3 separate regions of the Mus musculus genome follow, and regions 2 and 3 are each linked to region 1. Evidence: chromatin contacts called from public ChIA-PET and promoter capture Hi-C data. All regions are on one chromosome and are shown on one strand. Each heading gives the region's core, a stretch centred on a gene start, on an enhancer-like site or on the middle of the called end of the contact. The rest is flanking DNA. Distances are from core to core; before and after follow the strand shown.

The links. Promoter capture Hi-C pulls out the DNA fragments that hold promoters and counts their contacts. ChIA-PET counts read pairs in DNA pulled down with a chosen protein or histone mark.
Region 2: an RNA polymerase II ChIA-PET map of memory CD8 T cells shows a contact between it and region 1, with 16 read pairs. The contact joins the promoter of Gfpt1 here to the promoter of Snrnp27 in region 1. A contact is called at or near these places in 2 of 39 promoter capture datasets (hippocampal neurons and neural stem cells) and 3 of 115 datasets of contacts at active chromatin or transcription factors (cardiomyocytes, extraembryonic endoderm stem cells and memory CD8 T cells).
Region 3: a promoter capture Hi-C map of embryonic stem cells shows a contact between it and region 1, with 2.4 times the contacts expected there. The contact joins the enhancer-like site here to the promoter of Snrnp27 in region 1. A contact is called at or near these places in 3 of 39 promoter capture datasets (embryonic stem cells and hippocampal neurons), 3 of 115 datasets of contacts at active chromatin or transcription factors (the 230-238 cell line, embryonic forebrain and memory CD8 T cells) and 2 of 9 other capture datasets (embryonic stem cells and pancreatic islet).

The regions. Positions count from the first base shown.
Region 1 is chr6:86,682,528-86,687,288 of GRCm38.p6, forward strand. It overlaps Snrnp27 (small nuclear ribonucleoprotein 27 (U4/U6.U5)), which reads right to left and starts at 1,964. Exons shown (of 6, transcript NM_025665.2): 1 at 1,920-1,964; 2 at 329-449. The coding sequence starts at 1,953.
Region 2 is chr6:87,040,463-87,045,223 of GRCm38.p6, forward strand. It overlaps Gfpt1 (glutamine fructose-6-phosphate transaminase 1), which reads left to right and starts at 2,384. Exons shown (of 19, transcript NM_013528.3): 1 at 2,384-2,543. The coding sequence starts at 2,537.
Region 3 is chr6:87,019,470-87,024,230 of GRCm38.p6, forward strand. Nfu1 (NFU1 iron-sulfur cluster scaffold) reads left to right here. Exons shown (of 8, transcript NM_020045.3): 5 at 1,250-1,370; 6 at 3,659-3,719. Among named protein-coding and RNA genes, the nearest start is that of Nfu1, 12 kb to the left of the region's middle. Within about 2 kb of position 2,527, at least 8 of the 459 cell types and tissues checked have an H3K27ac peak or open chromatin away from gene starts, as enhancers often do. A contact at or near this core is called in embryonic stem cells, where this site is marked.

The DNA.
Region 1 (4,761 bases), core at 714-3,213:
ACAGCACAGCTCGCAACAGTCTGAAACTTGTTTCTGATGCACCAGGTACAGACATATATAAAGGCTAAACACCCACACACAGAAAATAAGACTAACATCTTTTAAAAGACTATGCTCTGATACACTGTAATTAAACTATTTGCCATGAGTAATGCTAGCTTTAGAATACTGTGTGATTAAACTCTGCCATTTCATAAAACCAGAGTCCCTTCTAAGTGATAAAGGCAAAGTCAAGGGCATCTCCTGGGCTCTTTGTTCTCCGCATCCTTGTAGACAAGTTTCTCAGTTTTTCTTTCTTTGTTTTGTTTAATTTTCTGTCTACACTCACCTGGAGCGTCTTCGGTGTGGAGATCTTGAGCGGCTCCTTCTGCGATCTCTCTCCCTGGACCTGGACCTTTCTCGGCGTCTTCTTTCTCGATCCCGAGATGTGGACCGGGACCGCCTACGTTCTAACAAACACAAAAATAGCAGAGCTAAAGGTTAATTTGAACACCTAGAGCTGTCATAATGAAGTATAATGCAAGCCACTACTAGTAGTCACAATGAACAGTTAAAAAAACAAAAAAGTCAGCTGAGCATGGTACTCAGGGAAGAGGCAGGCCCTTCTCAGTGAGTTCCAGGCCAGTCCACGAGCTCTAGAATAGGCACTGCTAAGTGACAGAGAAACCCTGTCTTAAAAAAACAAATGCTGGGCAGCGGTGGCACACGCCTTTAATCCCAGCACTTGGGAGGCAGAGGCAGGAGGATTTCTGAATTCAAGGCCAGCCTGATCTACAGAGTGAGCTCCAGGACAGCCAGGGCTACACAGAGAAACCCTGTCTTGAAAAACCTAAACAAACAAACAAACAAACCAAGAAGTAATTCTTGTGCATAGTGGCACACACCTGTAACACCAGGACTGGGGAAGTGGAGGCAGAAAAAGCAATCATTCAAGACCAACCCCTGTTATGGTAAGGCCCTGTTTGCCATGCATCTGTGAGGCACTAAGTTCAGTTCTCTTGATCTCTCTCTCTCTCTCTCACACACACACACCCCTACTAACATTTCAACACATAACATCACTTAAATTACTTTAAAGTCAAACAATGTGGTGTATTTTAAAATCACCCATATTTCGACCGTTTATACAATAGCCTAATATCCAATTAGATTATCTTTTCAGTCAGAATCGTATTTTTAAAACAAAGTTCTGTGTTTTCTGAAAGCATGGCTGTGTATGAGGCTATCCCCGCCCCCTTGTTTGCTCTACCATGTCTTGTACTAATTAGTAAACTGGCCAAAGTAAGGCATAATGCTACACAATAGGTATTTCCCAAAGGAAAACCAATCTATTGGACATTTACTGCACTTCGAAGGCTCAATTTGCTTGAGGCCCTGGTTGCCTAGTAAGATAATTGAGTATTAGTTGAAGGTGAGCCTTGTTCTAAACAACTAGAGACTAATTCTAATCCCTTAACATGGCTGAGGATACAGATATCCTCTGAGTTTCCCCAAAGTCCCACCTTACACGGCCTCAGTCCTATGCTCTCTGTCTTATGTACAGAAGACATTAGGATATGCGGTCTCAAATTCTAAACACTTCCAACTAAAGACCCAGGCAGGGCACCGACATTTAGAAAGCATCTGTGAGCCAAGGCAGGTTGAATGTTATGGAGGGTGACGTTAATTCTCACACCAATCCTTCACGGTAAAGTTACCTACGATGGTTACGGGGACTGGACAGAGAAAGGCAGGCTGACTTATGATGTATGCACGGTCCCCCAGGAGCTAAGCGAAGGGACTGTGGAACTCTAGTTCAGGGCAGGGCTGAGGAGAGCAGGTCCCGGCCTCGCCCCGTCCCGCACTCTCCCGGGCCTTCGAGGTTAAGGTCGTGGGTAGCACCTGACACCGTCCCTAGCCGTGAGACTTTCTGGACTCACCCCTACGCGGGGAGCGGCTACGACTTCGACCCATCGGAGTCCTCCTCCTCCTCCTCCGACCGCCCCGGAAACAACCCCACAACTTCCGGAGCAGCTGGAAGTTGATTTTTGCAGGCCGGCTGGAAACTAGCAGAGCGCGTGGCGAGGGTTCCGGCGGCTCCAGCAAACAGATGACTTAAGTCTTGCCCTGGAAGTCGCCCCAGGGCCTGAAGTTCCTGGAAGAACTGGGCGCTAATTCCGCTTCTTCAAGTTGAGATTTCTTTTTAAATCTTGTCGCGATTTACCCCTTTGTCCTGCTGGAGAACTCACCTGTGTATCGCTCCACCCAGCACAGTTCTCTCTTGTTTTCCCAGCGTTCCTCTACACGTATAAAATACATCACACCAATCCTTTCTTGTTGTGGTTTTTCGAGACAGGGTTTCTCTGTGTAGCTCTGGCTGTCCTGGAACTCTGTAGACCAGGCTGGCCTCGAACTCAGAGATCAGCCTACTTCTGCCTCCCAAGTGCTGGGATTGAAAGAGTGTCTTACAACGTCAGGCCACACGAATTCTAATCGGCATGAGCTGTTTTTGACTTTTGCATTTAATTCTTAAGTCAGCTTTATGTTGGCGCAAGTGACAGCACTGGGATTGCACCCTAAACTACTATGGCGGTTTGAGAGAGTTCGTTTTATTTTTGTATGTATGTGGGTGTCCCTTGTATTCCATGCAACTGGCCATTGAGAACCTGACAGTAGGCACTGAGAAAGTGAGCAGCAAACCCACTGCATTCTCCCATCTCTTCAGCCCCAACTACTGTTTTTTGTAAGTAAAAGGCTCCATCCTACTCCCGAAGGGAACCTCCCAAATGTTGCCGTAACCTTCAAAATGAAAGGCTTTATGAGCCGCGCGCTCGCGCACACACACAAGAACGCGGCTTCTTGCAGTAAAACATGTATACAGCGAGTGGGAAAGGCTGCAGCCTCTACTGATGGAACCAGTGCTCTTGCCAGCCTTTGACGGGCAACAGCTGAGGACAGGCTTCTAGAACAAAAACTTAGGAAGAGGCAGAAGAGGCTAGTTTTAGTTTGAAAACACTTGGTCCACTAGTCATCATGTTAAGGAAAAAAAAAAAAAGGTAAATAAATAGACTTTTGTACAGCCTCTTTTATACCTGATCCCAACTAAACTAGAATTTCCACCATGCGGCCTGACTTCCATATTTTTGAGATTATGTGTCAAGCCGTAGGAGAGCACTGGGAATCTCCTGTCACTTATAAGGAAGTTTTAGGGATAATCTTGGATAACCACTATGGACAGCTGAAGTCACTGTCCACAGTGCAAGAGGGGGATTTGAGGAAGCCAGAGCACTGTATTAGAGGTGTGAGAAGACAGCAAAGTGACATGGGGGCTATGGGTGATCAGAGACATATGCCCCCTTCTTCCCACCTCCCCTTGCCAGGCTTTGGATCTTAGGTAATGAAAACACTTAGCACAGCCTCTTCAAATTTTCAAAAGTGGCTGGAAAGTACGATGAAGTTAGTGTAACAGACATTTGTGAATGCCTGCTGAATGTTGGATCCTGCACAACTGCAGCACTGGGGTGAAGGAGGGATCATGTGGGCTCTGCCAAGAGGCTTGCCATCTTCATCATGGAAGCAGATGACAGGCTGTTTTCATATCATGGATAGTATCCAGTGTGTTAGAGAGGGATACAAGGCCACTGAGCCGAATTTGATCTTACAGGAGGGTTTCTGGGAATAATATTCCCGAGAGTTGAGATTACCTACTGTGCTATTGCACTGTGACATGAATACAACTTTGTTCACACACACAGAGGCACGTACAGGCATGGTGCCTAGCACTTTTACCTGCTTAGCCATTACACACACACATCAAACACACACAGATATCACACACACCACACCCCCACACACATATCACACACACACACACCATACACACACCTACCTACCTACCTACCTACCTACCTACCTACCTACCTACATACATACCTACCTACCTGTTGGCAATGCTTACTGAGAGAGTAAGGGTTTGTCTGTTTGCAACATTCATAACATGATGCTGTCCACATAGAAGACAATGAAAGGGTGCTTCCTTTATTACTTGAGGGCTCTTGTGCCAAGGAGTAACATGGGACACTATCTTGCCCCTAAGAGCCACCTTATTAATTCAGTGGAGCTCCTTCTGTGTGCATTTATTCCCCTCTGAGAACATGATTACACGTCAGCTTGTGAGAAAGCCCAACCTCTACGATCAACACAAGCCAGGCAAGAGGTCAAATGCTTTCCATCCTGCACTCTAGAGGCAGTAACAAGTGGGCTTCTGCATCCTCCAGACCAGCCTGTCTACATACCAATGTGAGGCCAGCTAGAAGATACATAGTGAGATCTTGTTTCAAACACATGCACACCAAGTTTAGAATCAAATATGTGCATGGATACCTGTTAACATGCTAACATTTTTTAAAAAGATCATACACACACACACACACACACACACACACACACACACACACACACCAGAGAGAGAGAGAGAGAGAGAGAGAGAGAGAGAGAGAGAGAGAGAGAGAGAGAGAGAGAGAGAGAATGAATCAGAAAAAGTATGATGAACAACCAAGTAGATATTTGGGGCAGGCATTTGGTTAAATGCAGACAGAACACATGACCTGGGGAAAGGATCAGAAATAAAGACAGGGAGGGAATGTATGAATCACAGGCACCCAGGAGCTTGTCCTAAGGAGACTAAGGATGGCCTCAGGGCACATGTTGGCTTAAACAGGGAATACTGAAAGGAAGCCAAATTACAGTACTATGTTCTCAACCACTACTGGAACCCAGTAT
Region 2 (4,761 bases), core at 1,134-3,633, 360 kb after region 1:
CCTTATATCAACTTGACACAAGCTAGAATTGCCTGAAAGGAGGGAGACTCGTTTGAGAAAAATGTCTCCATAAGATCCAGCTGCAAGGCATTTTCTTACTTAGTGATTGATTGGAGAGGGCCCGGGCCCAGCTCATGGCGGGTGGTGCCATCCCCAGGATGATAGTCCTGGGTTCTATAAGAAACAGACTGTGCAAGCCGTGCAGAGCAAGACAGTAAGCAGCATCCCACCATGGCCTCTGCATTAGCTTCTGACTCCAGGCCCCTGTCCTGTATGAGTTCCTGTGTGGCTTCCTTCAGTGATTGACTACAGTGTGAAAGTATAAGCCAAATAAACCCTCTCCTCCCCAGCTTGCTTTTGGTCACCATGTTTTGTTGCAGCAATAGAAGCCCTAATTAAGACAGAGACTCTCCCTCCTTAAATTTGTTCAGTGTTGCTGGTTAGGAGAAAACAAAACAAAACAAAAAAACCGTGTTCTCAGATGTTCAAATTAGGCTCAGATGGCCTCTTTCCTTCACACAGCATTTATTTTCTCCTCTGGGTTTATTTTTACAGGCCCAGAGAAGGCAGAGCTCTACACAGAGGAGGGGCAGTGTCTGAGCTGGCACATGGTTACAAAGCATTCTTTGTATGGTGGTTTAGTGAGCTTGTTCAAGGCTGGGCTGGAGAGCATTGGCCTTTAAAGTTTCCTTTCAGCTGGTGCTGAGCACCTACCCAGACAGCAGCAGAACGGAGATGGGTAAGATAAGGAACTGTGAGTCGGTAGGCACAGCTGAACAAAGTACTGTAGCTGAAACACTTTGCTGGTACTACTGCCATTTCCTTTGTGGCATCGACAGGTTTGCTGCCAGCAAACAAGGGAGGCAAGGCACCAGAACCACACTTCGGTTCTTGTGCAGTATCATTCAAGTCGCCTTCCAGGGGAGGGTCTCTAAGAGGTCCTCTAAGGAACATGTCACTGTGTTAGCTCTGCCAACGTAATCTAGGGACCTGTGTAATGGCTTGGAATAATGAAGAGCCTTTTAGATGAGAAATACTTCCTTGATTACTTTTTCTAGCCTCTATTTGAGATAGGCGATAAAAAAACTGAAAAGCCTTTGCTTCCTTGCACATACAAAGAGCTTAGGACAAGCCTATAAGGCTTTTATCACTCTTTCCAGCCACCAGAACAGTTTTAATTTGCCACGTATTGCTCTGGTCTATGACTAGGCAAGTGTTGGTTATTAAAAAAAAAAAAAGCCAACCAAACAAACAAACAAAAAAATCTCACTCTATCATAAAGGAACTTAACAGTTTAGTGGGGAGAGGAAAAAAACCACCTTTAATACAGAAGTCTGTTATAGCCGGGCGTGGTGGCGCACGCCTTTAATCCCAGCACTCGGGAGGCAGAGGCAGGCGGATTTCTGAGTTCGAGGCCAGCCTGGTCTACAGAGTGAGTTCCAGGACAGCCAGGGCTACACAGAGAAACCCTGTCTCAAAACAAACAAACAAACAAAAAACAAAACAAAAAACAAAAAACCAAAGAAGTCTGTTATTGTATGAGACAGATCAAAGGATGAGATGTTAAAACCATCTTGGGGAGACCTAAAGATGTCACACTTAAAAGTGGCAAGGATGTGATGTGGGACTCTGTAGAATAACCCTGGCGTGCAGTTTTGAATGCTGGAGCAGTAGGAAGGGGATTCTGGCTGAGAGTGCTTCTGTGGGCCCTACTCATTCATTTCCGTTAGAGCTATCAAGTGCGGGCTGATAACCAGCTACTTTTGCTCCAAGGTATTATTTAAACCTTCTGAAAGGGAACGCCCCGCTAACTCCTCTTTTCTCAACGGAGAGTTCATTCGCGACAAGAGCGATCCCGAGTACAACGTGCCCACAGCTTCCCTGAGCGCAGGCGCAGTGCTGGGACTACTGACTAGTGGTACCTTAGGCAGAGAACAGTGAGGAAGGCAGGGAGTGGGGCGCTGAGCACCTTGCCTACAGCTCAGGTCGTCACCGGAATGGCTGCCCGAGGGCGTCCTGCAGGCTCCCGCACCTCTGCGCCAGCAGCGCAGTTCCGGCCACCGTGGCTCTGCACACTGACACGTCTGTCCCAGGCTCTCCCTCCTGCCCTACAGCTTTTCTCTCTGTCTCCCTCCTTCCCGTTCCCCTTGAAACACACAAACTGCTGTGTAAACATTCCCTTCCTCCTCCTCCTCCGAGGCTCGGCTCGCCCTCAGCGGGCGGCTCCAGGAACCTAAAGCGGATGCTGGTCGAGCCCCTGCCACGTCGCTACCCGCAGCTCTGCGTCTGCGCGCTGGGCGGGCGATGCCTGCGCGTGAGCGGCGCGGGCGCGGCCCAATGGGAGAGCCGCGGCGGCGCGCGTGGCCGGGGGGGGCGGGGCGGCAGTTGAGAGCGAAGCGAGCGCTGAGTCGGACTGTCGGGTCTGAGCTGTCGCATCCCAGAGTCCTCTCATTGCCACCACCCCGGCCCGAGCTCACCCTCGCTTCTGAAGCTCTCCGCGCGCCCGACAGCTCAGCCCTCGCCCGTGACCAACATCATGTGCGGTAAGGGCAGCGATGGGGGTGTGTGGTGGCCGCAGGGCCCGCGCAGTGAAGCCAGAGGTGGACAGCGCGTGTCAACAGAGCGGCCTTGGGGCTGGGGTCCTGAAGAGAAGGGGGGCTTGTGGAGCGGGCATCCCGAGGAGATTGAGGGTCCTGAGGGGAGCCGGGATCTGGAAGGAGAAGGGTCTCTGGGGAGAAAGGCTGCTGTCCGTGAGGCAGGGACTCTAAGATGGGGATTCCGGTGTTGAAGGGGCGGCCGGAGCTAGTGTGCTTAAGAGGGACCGGCAGAGGAGATTGTGGGGGCCCTAGGAGTCAGAGGCTACTTAAAGGGGCTAGAGGATTGGGGGTGGGGTGGGCCAGGGAGGGTATCAGAGCGTTCAAGGGGCACCTTTGCATAGAGCTCAGAGGATAGATGAATACCTACCTTAGAAGAGCTGTGAGGCTCAAAGTGAGACCAAGTATGGAGGGATGCCTAGGGGAAGGTCCACCAGGTGAGTGAGGCGACCTGTGAACATGCTGTGTGGTACTGGGGGTTAAACTCATAAAGGCAGCTTGTCAAGTGAGTGAGTACTCTTTCCCTTAGCCACACCCCCCAAATCCCCTTTTTCTGTCTCTTTGTAACTGGGTCCCACTTGGTAGCCCAGGTTGGCCTGTAATTCACATTGCCCTGTCTCAGCCTTCCAAGTGTTGTGATTATAAGTATGAATGACCACTCCTGGCTGGTAGCATTTCTTGAATTTACTTATCTTGCAGTCTTAAAAATACTTAATTCTAGTCACTTTATTTTAGGCAGGCCTGCGAGAACTCAAGCCAACGCACTGACAGTGATACCCCACATGACTTCTGCCACTCTTAAGTCTCTCAACAGGAACCATTACTAAATCAATAACTTGATGAAATGGGCTCAGAGCTGATCTTGTTGGAAGAGAGAGTAGTAGTCCTGGCTAAAGATCCCACATCATGCATGTACACCTGTTTAACATATGTCTTTACTACAACCATTAAAAAAAACAGGCTCTTTTATTCCATATTTTAAGGCTTCTTATTTAGCTGGGCGGTGGTGGTACAACGCCTTTAATCCTAGCCCTCAGGAGACAGAGGCAGGTGGAAATCAGTGATTTTGAGTACAACCTGGTTCCAAGACAGCTGGAGCACAGTTACACAGAGAAACTCTGTCTTACCCCTCACCCCCGCCCCCCATTATCAAAAAGTGTTACTAAAAGATACCATGAGAATTATATATGATACCACTAATAATATTGTAAAATGGGAATGAGCCATTAGTAGTATTTAAAAAGTTATATTTTTACCTTTCCTTTTAAAACCGACAATGACCACTAGACTAAAGAGCGTTTGTTTCTTAGAAATAGTGTCCCACGCTGTCTCTCAAGCAGGTCTAGATCCCAGTTCTCCTTCAGCCTCGTGAGTGCTGAGATTCTAGGCATGAGCCACTGTGCCTGGTTCCCAAGAAAGAACACATTTTAGAAAGAGGTATTGTAAGACTTGTAGCTGTGTGAGAAACATTCTTTGTAGTCTTTCACTTGTAAGAACTCGGGAAGGGGTAGGTTGTCCTCAGTGTGTGTTTTCCTGTGTTTAATCGTTTCGCCTTCTGAAAATGAAGAGCAGGCTTAAGCTTAGAGATTCTAGATTTTAGAATTCTAAACATCATGGAATTACTGGATTAGAGTTGACTTCATAATTAATTATACTTTTACTGTTTAATAGATTGGTTTTACAAAACATTCATAAATTAGTTTCAAATTGTGAGTAGTGAATTTTCAAGCTGGTTAGTTACTAGTTTGCTGTGTTTGGTAGTTAACGGTTTTCTCTCTTTCTTTGAGACTGACTCTCACTAGCCTGGGTTGGCTTTGAACTCACTCTGTAGCTGGGAATAACCTTGAACTCCTGATCCTCCTTCTGCCCCCAAGGGCTGGGATGGCAGGACTCTGCCACCACACCCAGCTAGTTAAACTATGTTGGAGTGATGAGTTATGTACCTAGGCAAGTACCTGGCATTCTGGTTGCAGGTTATTTCCTCATCTTGTACCAGGAAGAAAAGTATTTGTATACTATAAAACAAAAAGAAAAAGGAATCGGATGTAGTTCATGAAGCTCAGATAAGAAAGGAGGAACTGTTAGTCAGAGTGGCTGCTAGTGCAAGGCAGCTATTACACTGAGTTTCACTGATTATGAAGAATAAGTAAATCAATATGCTAGCACA
Region 3 (4,761 bases), core at 1,277-3,776, 340 kb after region 1:
TCAGCTTTTTCTGAGTCCAGTATCTCGCTCTAGAATGTTCATTGCTCATTGGTTTTCTTGCTGTGTAGTCCAGGCTGGCTGAAACCTGAGGCCTTTCCTCCTTCCTTGGCCCCCTGTTGCTGGCATTACAAACGTACTACCATACCAACCTAGAATTTCCATTCTTAATATGCTAGGGTTTTTAATGACACGTGGTATTAAAAATCTCAGGTGAGGGGCTGGAGAAACAGCTCAGCAGTTAAGAGCACTGTCTGCCCTGGCAGAGAACCCAGTTTAGATTTCCAGCACCAAGTGGCAGCTCACCACCATCTATGCCTCCGATTCCAATGGACCCAATGTCTTGTTCTGACATCAGCCACACACATGGCACATGGGGGTACATCAGACAGAGCATTCATGCACATAAAATAAAATAAATCTGTACATTAAAAATGATGTCTACCACATTTGTCAAGTTAGCAAAGGGCTTTTCTAGCTGCAGTTAATTGTGCTCCAGGTGTAACTGTCCTCCAGTAGCCTCAGCAACTCAGGTGAGATACTCGAGCCTCAGCACACTGAGCACAGTGCCTGGGATCACAGGGCTGCCCATGGCAGGACACAACCTTAGCAGCTTCCAGGTTACTGGAATCAAATTTATCTTTTATACAATTTTTAAAATTTTAAATGTTTTAATTCCATGTATTATTTTGTGTGTGTGTGTTTGTGTTCAGGCATCCATAGATCAGAAGACAACTTACAAGAGGCAGTTAGTTCTCTCTCCTCCCACCATGTGGGCATTGAACGTGGGTTGCCAGACTTGGTAGCAAGTGCTTTTACCCACGGAGCCATCTTGCCTGCCCCTGAGTTGTATTTTTACTAATTCTTTCTGTGGGCTGATGGATGAAAAAGGAATCGAGTAAACATTATGAACAAATTGCCTGTGTGCTCTGTCAGACGCCACAGTGCACATGGTCTCTCTGAAAGGGTATGTACTAGTCATTCTTTTGACACATGTGCACATGTGATGAGTTTCAGATACGTGTGTGTATTTGCATAGTTCGCACACCTCTAATCCCGGCACTCAGGAGGCAGGAGCACGGATCTCTCTCTGCCAGTTGAATGGCTAGTTGAATGTATGTAGTGAGTTCCAGGCAGTCAGAGCTGCACGTGAGACCCTGTCTCAAAATGAAAAAAAAAAAAAAAAGGTGGGAATCTGGATTTGTCCTGTACTTGGCTGGAAATGCAACATGCTTCTTCAATGTGATTACAGGAGAATGAAGAGTTAGACTGGAATTTACTGAAACCAGACATTTATGCCACAATTATGGACTTCTTTGCATCTGGCTTACCCCTAGTGACCGAGGAGACGCCTCCGCCTCCGGGAGAAGCAGGTAGCGCTGTGTTGGTCTGTCCATGCTTGTCCAGTCTTTATTGACTTCCTACCTCATTCCCATTCACCTGGATGCCAAGTGACAGAATACAGACTTTTAAAATGTTTTTATTAGAGCTATGAACATATTAATTATACGACATTATGGGTTCAGTTAAGGCCTTTTATACATGTATATAATGTGTTTCGATCGTAAGCACGTCTATTGCTCCTCCTTGTCTCCCTCACGCCTGATGATCCTCTCCCTCTTTCCACCAACCCCACCTCCATCTCCTGCTGCTTCCTCTGTGAGAGGCTTACATGAGGCCTGCTAGTGCTGCTGACAGAAGCACTGGCACCTTACCAGTGGACACACCACCGTAGCTGATATCCTTCCTCCCCAGCACTAACTTTGTGTAGGTCCCTGGTGAGGGTGGGGCCTCATGAGAGCCTCCTTCCCCATTCCAGGGTGTTTCACTTGCGTGTGCGTGTGCGTGCGTGTGTGTGTGTGTGTGTGTGTGTGTGTGTGGTCCCGCTGGAGGCCAGGAGAGGGCATCAGATCCCCTGAAAACTAGAATTACAGTTAATTGCAAGCCACCATGTGGGTGCTGGGAACCAAACCCAGGTCCTCTAGAAGAACAGGCAGATGGTATTCCACAGCTCTTACAGTCCTTCTGCCCCTCCCCCAATACTCCTTGATGGTCTCAGTCTTGCAGGTAAGGCTGTCCCACTTAGGGCTGAGCATTCCACAGTCACTTAGGCTCAGCACTTTGACACCTACTGCATGAAGAGCTACTCTGACCAAACCAGATAGCAGTACTAATCTGTGGGCATAAATGTGGTCATTTAAAAAGAAACTTGGCGAGCACATTATGTCTATTTAATAAAACAGTTGTAGCTTTCCCATAAGGGTCTATGACCTCCTCGCCACAAGTTTTTGACCAGGTTCAATAGCAGATATAACTTCCTTCCAGTGGAGCTGGCCTCAGTTCCAATCAGAAAGCACTCGGTTACCCGACATGGGGCTTGCCACTGTTAGAGCAGGCGGTGAGCAGTGTTTTCCCGGTCTGGTCAGTGGTGCGGCGCACGGGGCCGCGCGGAGCCAGAGGGTTGACCCAGTTCTCTCCCAGCTGCCTGCGCAGTGCCTTCTGGCTGTGAGCTGGCCTGCAGGTGAGGACTTTGTGTTAGTCCCAGCTTTTGTTCTATGTCTTGTGACCAGAGCGTCAGCAGGAGGAGCTTACTGTCTAGTTCTGGAGACAGCCCAGGGCAATGGATTCACTTTTGTCATTGAATGCATTTGGCTCTGGAACCAATTTTACATGAGACAAAATTTCATACAGAGCTTCATAATACTGTTTTCTCAATTTTTAAAATTTGTATGGACATTGAATATATTATACAAAATTAAAATTTTTAATTATGAAAAATTCTGAGAATTCAGAACCACCATAAATAAGGCACAAAGTTGCTTTCACTTAGATTCAACAGATGTTAACTTTTTCTGGAGAAGGTGTCAAGAAACAGTGTTAGTTCTTCTATAGCTGCTTTAGACCCATTTTTAAAGGGAGTATTAAGAATGCAAACTGTATGTAGTACATTGCAGGTTTTTTTGGGGGGAACCAGCTTAACCCCGCTTCCCGCACTGCATCCGCCCTACTGCTCCAGCTCGTCACCTCCAGCCTCCTTCCCCTGGGCCTGTCCCCTCACCCTGGTCCTTCTGTCTGTCTCAGCCCAGCTCAGCTGCCAACTCCATATGCTTCAATAAGCCACACTCCAATCTGATCTGACCAGCAGCAGGACAGCTCCTGTCCCTCCCATCTCTTTGTCCTTTGCAGAGATGAGGGTTGCACGACTTCCTTCCTTCCCAGGCAGCTTGCTTTTTAACACGATAATTCCAGATAGTCATCTTTTGGACAGATTTGGAAGGACAACATTTACACATAGAAAGCTGGTAATGGGCTGTTGAGAGGACAATACCAAATATTCTGTCACTGGCTAGCTTTTTCCCCAGGGACCCACCTCCAAGCCCTGTGTGAGGGGGAAGGCCTTCTAGCTGAAGGATTGCAGCTAGGAGGGTGGTATTTTTCTATGGCTTTTTTTCTTTTGTTTTGGGTTTTGAAACAAGGTCTTGCTAAATCTACCCAGCCTGGAACTTCCTATGTAGACCAGGCTGCCCTTGGACTGTGACCTTTCTCTGTCTACTTGAGTGCCACTATGCTTGACTATGCTTTTATGTCAAAACCTTCCTGTTTTATGCTTATATGACTTCAAAGTTGTTACTCTTGGTTTTCTTATGATTTTTTTTTCTAGGCTCTGAGGAAGATGACGAAGTCGTGGCAATGATTAAAGAACTGCTAGATACTAGAATAAGGTAGGTATTAGCATCCTCCCACCCCACGCCACGCTGCATACCATGCCCCACGCCCTGAAATCTAGTGCTGCAGAGACCGTTCTCATTAAAGCAGCAAGCTTTCATCAGGAGATCGGAGCAGGGCTCCAGATCCATCATCACTGTAAACCAGCATAGGTCATCATTGCAGTTAAACGTAAAGAGAGCTGTGCCTCAGTGCCCAGTCTGCTTTGCAGCAGTCCACACGGAGAGAGGCAAGAGGGATTCTCCTCACAGTCTTTTTAGGATCATATCTGTGAGGATTGTGACGAGAGTAGCACCCATGTGGCAACTGCCACAAACAGAGGAAAGACAGAAGCTAGGCTTGGCGACACTCTCCTTTAGTCCCTATAGAAACAGGTAGGCGGATCTCTGTGAGTTTTGAGGCTAGCCTGGTACACACAGTGAGACGGTGCCTCAAAAGCAAAGCAAGCAGACAAACAACAGGAATAAACACAAGACTAGTGGACAGCCTGTCTCCACTTTCCTCACTGCAGACCATTGAGTCCAGATTTTTTAAAATTTTTATTTATTAATTATTTATATGAGTGTCTCTAGCTGCATATGTATCAGAAGATGGCCTGGCCGGCCATCAGTGGAAAGAGAGGCCCATTGGTCGTGCAGACTTTATATGCCTCAGTACAGGGGAACGCCAGGGCCAAGAGGTGGGAGTGGGTGGGTGGGGGAGTGGGTGTGGGAGGGTGTGGGGGGTTTTTGGGATAGCATTGGAAATGTAAATGAAATAAATACCCAATAATAAAAAAAAATTATTTATATGAGTAGAGTGTAGCTGTCTTTAGACACACCAGAAGAGGGCATCTGATCTCATTACAGATGGTTGTGAGCCACCATGTGGTTGCTGGAACAATATTGAACTCAGGACTTCTGAAAGAACAGTTAGTTAACTGCTAAACCATCTCTCCAGCCCTTAAGTCCAGATTTTTAAAGAAAATGTATTCTTCTTTAGTTATTTAAAGAAACAACTTAGATATTTAATAGTAAGAGTCTGGCTAAGTAGCCAGGT